Regions from separate parts of the Pan troglodytes genome. Here region 2 is linked to region 1. Evidence: chromatin contacts called from public Hi-C data. All regions are on one chromosome and are shown on one strand. The core of a region is the stretch at or near the end of the contact, and the rest is flanking DNA. Distances in the headings are between cores, read along the strand shown. Region 1 holds the start of FBXO16 (F-box protein 16). Region 2 has its middle 96 kb from the start of EXTL3.

Evidence for each region. Hi-C and Micro-C count contacts between places; a contact is called where the count stands out from the background.
Region 2: a contact with region 1 is called in a Hi-C map of stem cell-derived neural progenitor cells, with 4 times the contacts expected there. The contact joins the enhancer-like site here to the promoter of FBXO16 in region 1. A contact is called at or near these places in 1 of 7 Hi-C or Micro-C datasets (stem cell-derived neural progenitor cells) and 1 of 1 datasets of contacts at active chromatin or transcription factors (stem cell-derived excitatory neurons).

The regions. Positions count from the first base shown.
Region 1 is chr7:36,845,554-36,848,561 of NHGRI_mPanTro3-v2.0_pri, forward strand. FBXO16 (F-box protein 16) reads right to left here and starts at 1,716. Exons shown (of 8, transcript XM_009455108.5): 1 at 1,227-1,716.
Region 2 is chr7:36,977,049-36,980,208 of NHGRI_mPanTro3-v2.0_pri, forward strand. No RefSeq gene overlaps it. Among named protein-coding and RNA genes, the nearest start is that of EXTL3, 96 kb to the right of the region's middle. Within about 2 kb of position 1,858, at least 12 of the 24 cell types and tissues checked have an H3K27ac peak or open chromatin away from gene starts, as enhancers often do. A contact at or near this core is called in stem cell-derived neural progenitor cells, where this site is marked.

The sequences.
Region 1 (3,008 bases), core at 466-2,965:
ACTGCTCACCTGAATCATCACAGTAGTATATCATAGGTACTCAATATTTGTTAAATCAATAGAAAAAATGACTACAGCAGTGCAAGTGGGGAGCAGTTTAAGGATTAAAACTTGTAGAAATGTTTGGGAGGCTGAGGTGGGTGAATCACCTGAGCTCAGGAGTTCAAGACCAGCCTGGGCAACACAGTGAAACCTCGTCTCTACCAAAAACAAAACAAAAGCAAAAAATTAGCAGAGCGTGGTGGTGTGTGCCTATAGTCCCAGCTACTTGGGAGGCTGAGGTGGGAGGACTGCTTGAGCCTGGGAGGCAGAGGTTGCAGTGAGCCAAGATCATGCCACTGCACTCCAGCCTGGGGGACAGAGTGCGACTCCATCTTGAAAAACAAAAAAACACCACCACCACCACCACCACCACAATTTGTAGAAATGTTGACCAAGTGTGGTGGCTCACGCCTATAATCCCCGCATTTTGGGAGGCTGAGGCAGGAGGATCTCTTGAGCCCAGGAGTTGAAGCCCAGGAATTCCAGACCAGCCTGGGCAACACAGCAAAACCCTATCTCTACAAAAAAAAAAAAAAAAAAATTGCTGGGTGTGGGTGTGGCGGTGGGCTCCTATAGTCCCAGCTACTCAGGAGGCTGAGATGGAAGGATTCCTTGAACCCAGGAGTTCAAGGCTGCAGTGAGCGATGATTGCACCACTGCAGTTCAGCCTGGGCAACATGGCAAGACCCTGTCTCAAAAAACAAAAACCAACCAAAAAAAAAAAAAAACCCTTGTAGAATTGTAGAAATGTAGAGTGAAACTCAGAACATGATACTGGGCTCTGGGGTTATATGCAGAGTTTACTGAGCATAATAGGACTGGGTCTCTCTGCTAACAGAATTTACCCATACATTGTAATATCATCAGACAAGGGAATCTCAAATTATTATCAGGAAATTATCAAGAAATAGCGTATGGGTAGATTTCAATACGAATTCATCTTCCGCTTAACTAGTTTTTAAAAAGCAAGAACTATAACACAACGCAAAGAGCTAATGCTTGGTAGGCATATAATTATCTGTGGGTTGTTAATTTCACAAGCATGAATATCTGGCAGTTGCACTGTAGCCCAAATGAGAGGGCACAATGAAATCCCCAAGAGCACTGATAAAGCTCATGGGAGGCCCTGGAGCTTTCCAAAGAGAGAGTCTCCATCTTTTTCATGCACTGTCCACAGCTCTCACCTCTTTTAGCTTGTCTCCCTCTTCAAGCCTCAAGCGCTGACGTTGCCACAGTTTCATCAGGTCAGCTTTTTCTCCGACTCCCTCCAGTCCCTCACCCCTCCCAGCTTCCAGCAGCCCAATCACCGTCTATAAATCCCGTCGCTGGCATCCGGGGTCTCTTAGGCAACAGTGTGTGGGCTCCTGATTGGCCGCGAGATCCAGGAGGGCTGGCTACAAAATTGGGCACGGGGATAAAATTAACAAGTGTGGCGGCCAAGAGCGTGGGAGGGACTGTAATGTCTCAATATAACCCTAGAATGAAGACGCGTCGAATCCTGAAACAAGTAGCGTTGAAAACCTTCATTCAAGACGTAGTGTGTCCCAAATCAGCCCTACCTACGGAGCATGCCCAGTCACATTGTCCTGGTCACTCCGGAGCTGCGAAATGCAGGCTCCACTGTGCCAGGTTTTAAGAGTGGCCAACAGGTAAACAGAGGGTTGGAGGAAAAAGAATTCGAGACTGGTTCAATGAAAGAATAGCACCTGCAACAGGAAGTGGAAGGATGGGGCCAGGAGGAATTGCCCAACACAGAGACACACAAATGCTTCAATGCAAATTTCAATTTATTGGATTATAGAATTCAGGCTGAGTGACAGATACACCAGGGAACCAGCAGATGGCATGCCCTAATAAGAATAACTAAATTTAGGAACTCTTAGAATCCCGTCCAATTCATTAAATTTATTGAGCGCCTGTCTTGTAATACGAAGCAAAATGAGAATACAAAGATAAAAAAGAAATCTAAAGAGGAAGACTGGAAGGTGCAATATACAAATATTTAATGGAAGGCTCACACGGGTAACAGCTGTTATAGAGTTATGAACAAGTGCTGGAGGATACCAAAAAGTTCAAAATTCCGGAACAGAGGTCCTTTGGTCAATGTAAAGCAGGTCTTATAGGCAGCAGTCAACAACAGCAAAAAGAGACTTTCCTTACTTTTTTCCTCAAAATAAATAAGAATGCATTCCCCTTCCACTTAAATGTACAAACCCTGTGTTTCTGTTGTGTTTTACAGGTTTTATTTTTATTTTGGGGGGGACGGAGTTTTGCTCTTATTGCCCAGGCTGGAGTGCATTGGTGCGATCTCAGGTTACTGCAACCTCCACCTCTCGGGTTCAAGCGATTCTCCTGCCTCAGCCTCCTGAGTAGCGGGGATTACAAGCATGCGTCACCATGCCCGGCTAATTTTTTTGTATTTTTAGTAGAGACGGGGTTTCACCATGTTGGCCAGGCTGGTTTCGAACTCCTGACCTCAGGTGATCTGCCCGCCTCAGCCTCCTGAAGTGCTGGGATTACAGGCGTGAGCCACCGTGCTCGACCTGTTTTATAGTTTTTAAATAGGCAGCATTTGTATATCTCTAGTTTAAAAAGAAAAAAATGAAGCTCATAGAAGTTGTTGCTTTCCTTGGATTAAAATGGATCAGTAAGTGGGCAAGCTGAAATTAGAACCTAGGTTGTTTGAATTCCAGCCTAGGGATTTTTTCCACATGACCGGGTTGTACCTAAATGAATAAACAAAGCCTTGGGGGCAGAGGCGGTGAGGGGGTGGCCTGGAGGAGGTACTTAGATGCAATACTAAATTACCATGCATTACCAGTTAGCTTTTATGGTTTCAAAACGGGTTCATCCAGAAAGAGACCAGTTTTAACAATGTTGGGAGTGCTGTGTCTCTCTATGAAGTTTCCGCTCATTAAAGACTTCGTATTGGTGGTTACAACATGGAATGAAAGAGAGATGGGATC
Region 2 (3,160 bases), core at 608-3,107, 130 kb after region 1:
GTCTCAGGCATTTGGACCGGAGTCCAGGCACATTAGATAGGCCATGTAGGCTTCATGGCCTCTAGGCTGTCTTAGCTCATTAACATCTCGGAGTTAAACTGGAAAGGCCAGAAAGGTGTTAAACAGAAACAAAAACACTGTAATCAATTTGGTTTGACTATATTTAACCATTTAGCTTTTCTTTTGTTTTCTTTTCTTTTTTTTAAGAGAGAGGGTCTCACTCTATCACCCAGCCTGTAGTACAGTGATGTAATCATTAGCTCACTGCAGCCCTGAACTCCTAGGCTCAAGTGATCCTCCTGCCTCAGCCTACTGACTAGCTGGGGCTATGGTGGGCACCATCATGCCTGGATAACTTGCTTATTTTTGTAGAGACTGGGTCTGGCTATCTTGCCCAGGCTGGTCTCTAACTTCTGAGCTCAAGCGATCCTCCCCTCTCAGCCTCCCAAAGTGCTGGGATTTCAGATGTGAGCCACAGCGCCCATTGTTGGCTTTTTGATACATTTAAGATCATGTACATTATTGTTAATTATGATTGTTTTTGTCATTCAGTGTGTGTGATTTTCCAAAGATTACACTTTGAATCTCCAGGTGTGCACTGAATTGTCCCTCTCCCTCCCCACTGACAGGCTGAAGTGCTAAGCCCCAGTACCTCAGAATATGACCTTATTTGGAAATCAGATGATTGCAGAGGTAATTAGTTAAGAGGAGGGCATGCTGGAGTAGGGTAGGGTGGGCCCCAAATCTACTATGACTGGTGTTCTTATAAAAGGGGGATATTTGGACACAGGAAGAATGCCACATGTACATGAAGCTGGCCATCTACAACCCAGGAGAGAGGCCTGGAACAATCTTTCCTCACAGTCCTCAGAACTGGAACCAACACTGCCCACACCTTGAACACAGGCTTCCAGCGTCCAGGACTGTGAGACAGCACACGTCTGCTGATTTAGCCCCCTAGCTTATGGCACTTTCTGACAGCAGCGCTAGCTAACCAATACACTCCCTGCTAAATGTACTTTTCCATTTGTGCCCCACCAGGGTTTGCAGACAAGCAAAATTGTCATAGTTCCCTAACGCCTCAGAATGTTTTCTTCCTAGATCACTTTTTATAATTATTACTTACAGTGAGGGAAAACTGAAATATTGCAATGCCATCCACAATTAGGATTAGTCCCAACCACTCAGAAACGTTAAAAACTGATCTAATAAAAATAAAGAACCTTAAGACGCATTAAACTCTAAGCTACTTGGAAGCTGCTGCTTCTGTTTGTGGACACGCAGATTTGCCACAGTTGAAATCACTGGCCACGTGCTGTCTTGTGTGTGTTTGTCACTTAACATCGCATGACAGAAATATTTCCACGTAGTGACAATGTTCATATTCTTATTTAAATAGCGACTTACTAGTCATTTGTTATATTCTCATTTTTCACTACATTTTTGTGTAATTTATTTTTTAACTGCATTTAAACTTTTTCCTCGGGGCATGTACGGGAAGAGTTCTGGATTCCAATTTTAGCCCCTGTCACACAGAACCCCGTTCTTCTCTAGACTGAGCTGATCTGTGGTTTCCCCAGAAATAAAAACGACGCGTGCAGGTTTCTCCCTCCCCTTGACGTCATTTCGTTTGATCCTTTGTAAAGATTTTCCCTAGTTTCGAAAGCTTGCCCTAGTCTTAACGCTGCTTTCGCGTTTCCTTATGTCGCTAAGCGGGAGGTAGCCCCGCACTCTAAGCATCCGGCTCATTTTCATGTTTTACCGGGACCCCAGCGATCGGCGCCCGGTGCCGTATAGCCCTCCGCCGTGTGCAGCCGGGTGCTGGTGTTGTTGCAGCGGCGCCCGCCAGGAGGCAGCGCAGGCTCGGCATTGGCTGCGGCGTCCCACAATGCACCGGGCTCTGGGGCCTGCACGACAGTCTTGCACCCAGCTGCGGGGCCGCGAGAAGGCGGGCCCGGGAGCCGGCGTGGGCGGGGCCTCCGAGGAAAGGGCCGGGAGCCGACGCGGAGGCGGTGGGCGGGGCGTTAGGGGGCGGGGCCGGGAGCCGCCGAGGGGGCGGTGGGTGGGACCGGGAGCCGGCCGGCCGGCCGGGGATGCGGTGAGCCGAGGGCGGGGCCTCAGGGGGCGGGACCGTGGAGAGGGCGGGGCCGGGCCGCTGGCGCTGTCGCCGGCTGCAGTGGCCGCCGCTGGAGACCGCGGGACCTGGCGCTGCAGCGAGGTAGGGGCTCTTCGGGATCTTCCCTTTCGGGGGTGGGAAGTCTTTTCTTCGTCGTGCCAATGGGAGAAGCGGCGAGCTGCTAAAATTTAGAGACGGCTTCGCACTTCTCGCTGTAGCCCGGGCTTTACCCGGGGGATCGATTTTAAAACTCTTTGTCTGGCCCCGTCGTCCTGCCCGCGGGCCGGACGTGGGGCGCCTGCTCTGGGCGTCTGGGGCGGGCGATTGCAAGCTTGCGGTCCATGTCCCCTGCCTCGGAGTGTGGACGTGAACTCCGGGGTGGGCTGGGCTGGGCTGGGCTGGGTTTCTACAGAGGCGGGAATTTGTGAGAACTGGGAGAGTGTGGCTGTCAGCAGGGGTCCGTATCACACTGTGGGCGGGGGTCCCGGCCCCTGCTGCCTCGGGTACGGGGTAAGCGGCATCTGCCACGCGCCCGCCTCGCGCACTGTCAGGAGGCGCTGTCTCCGTGGGTAAGCCCGTGCCGTGGGTGCCCTTCAGTCCCTGTAGCCCCAAACACACCTACCCCAGAAGACACCACAGAATGCGGACCCCAAAGCCAGCCGTACCTGCGAGCCCCTCAGCACAGCTGACTTTAATTTGGGATCCCACAATTTGAGCTTTTCAAAAGTTAAGTTTGGCAGATTGGAAGCCCGGGAATAGGGGGCGCTTGGAATGCTGAGTTTTGTTGGTGTCTGTCCTCAGCCTGTTTCTGGGTCACCCTGCAGGGCTCCATCCGTTCAGTCTCACCCCTTGGTAAGCATGTCCTGTCCTGAAGGCTCCATGCTGAAAGTCTAAGGTGACCCCATCTTTGCCTACTTTTCAAGGCTTGGCAAAGCACGTGTGTCTTTTGATCCTTATCCCCCATGTAACATAATTCATGTTTTTAAAGATATGTTTTTATTTAAAAACTTCACCCTATATTTTCATTCCCATAAATATGAATTG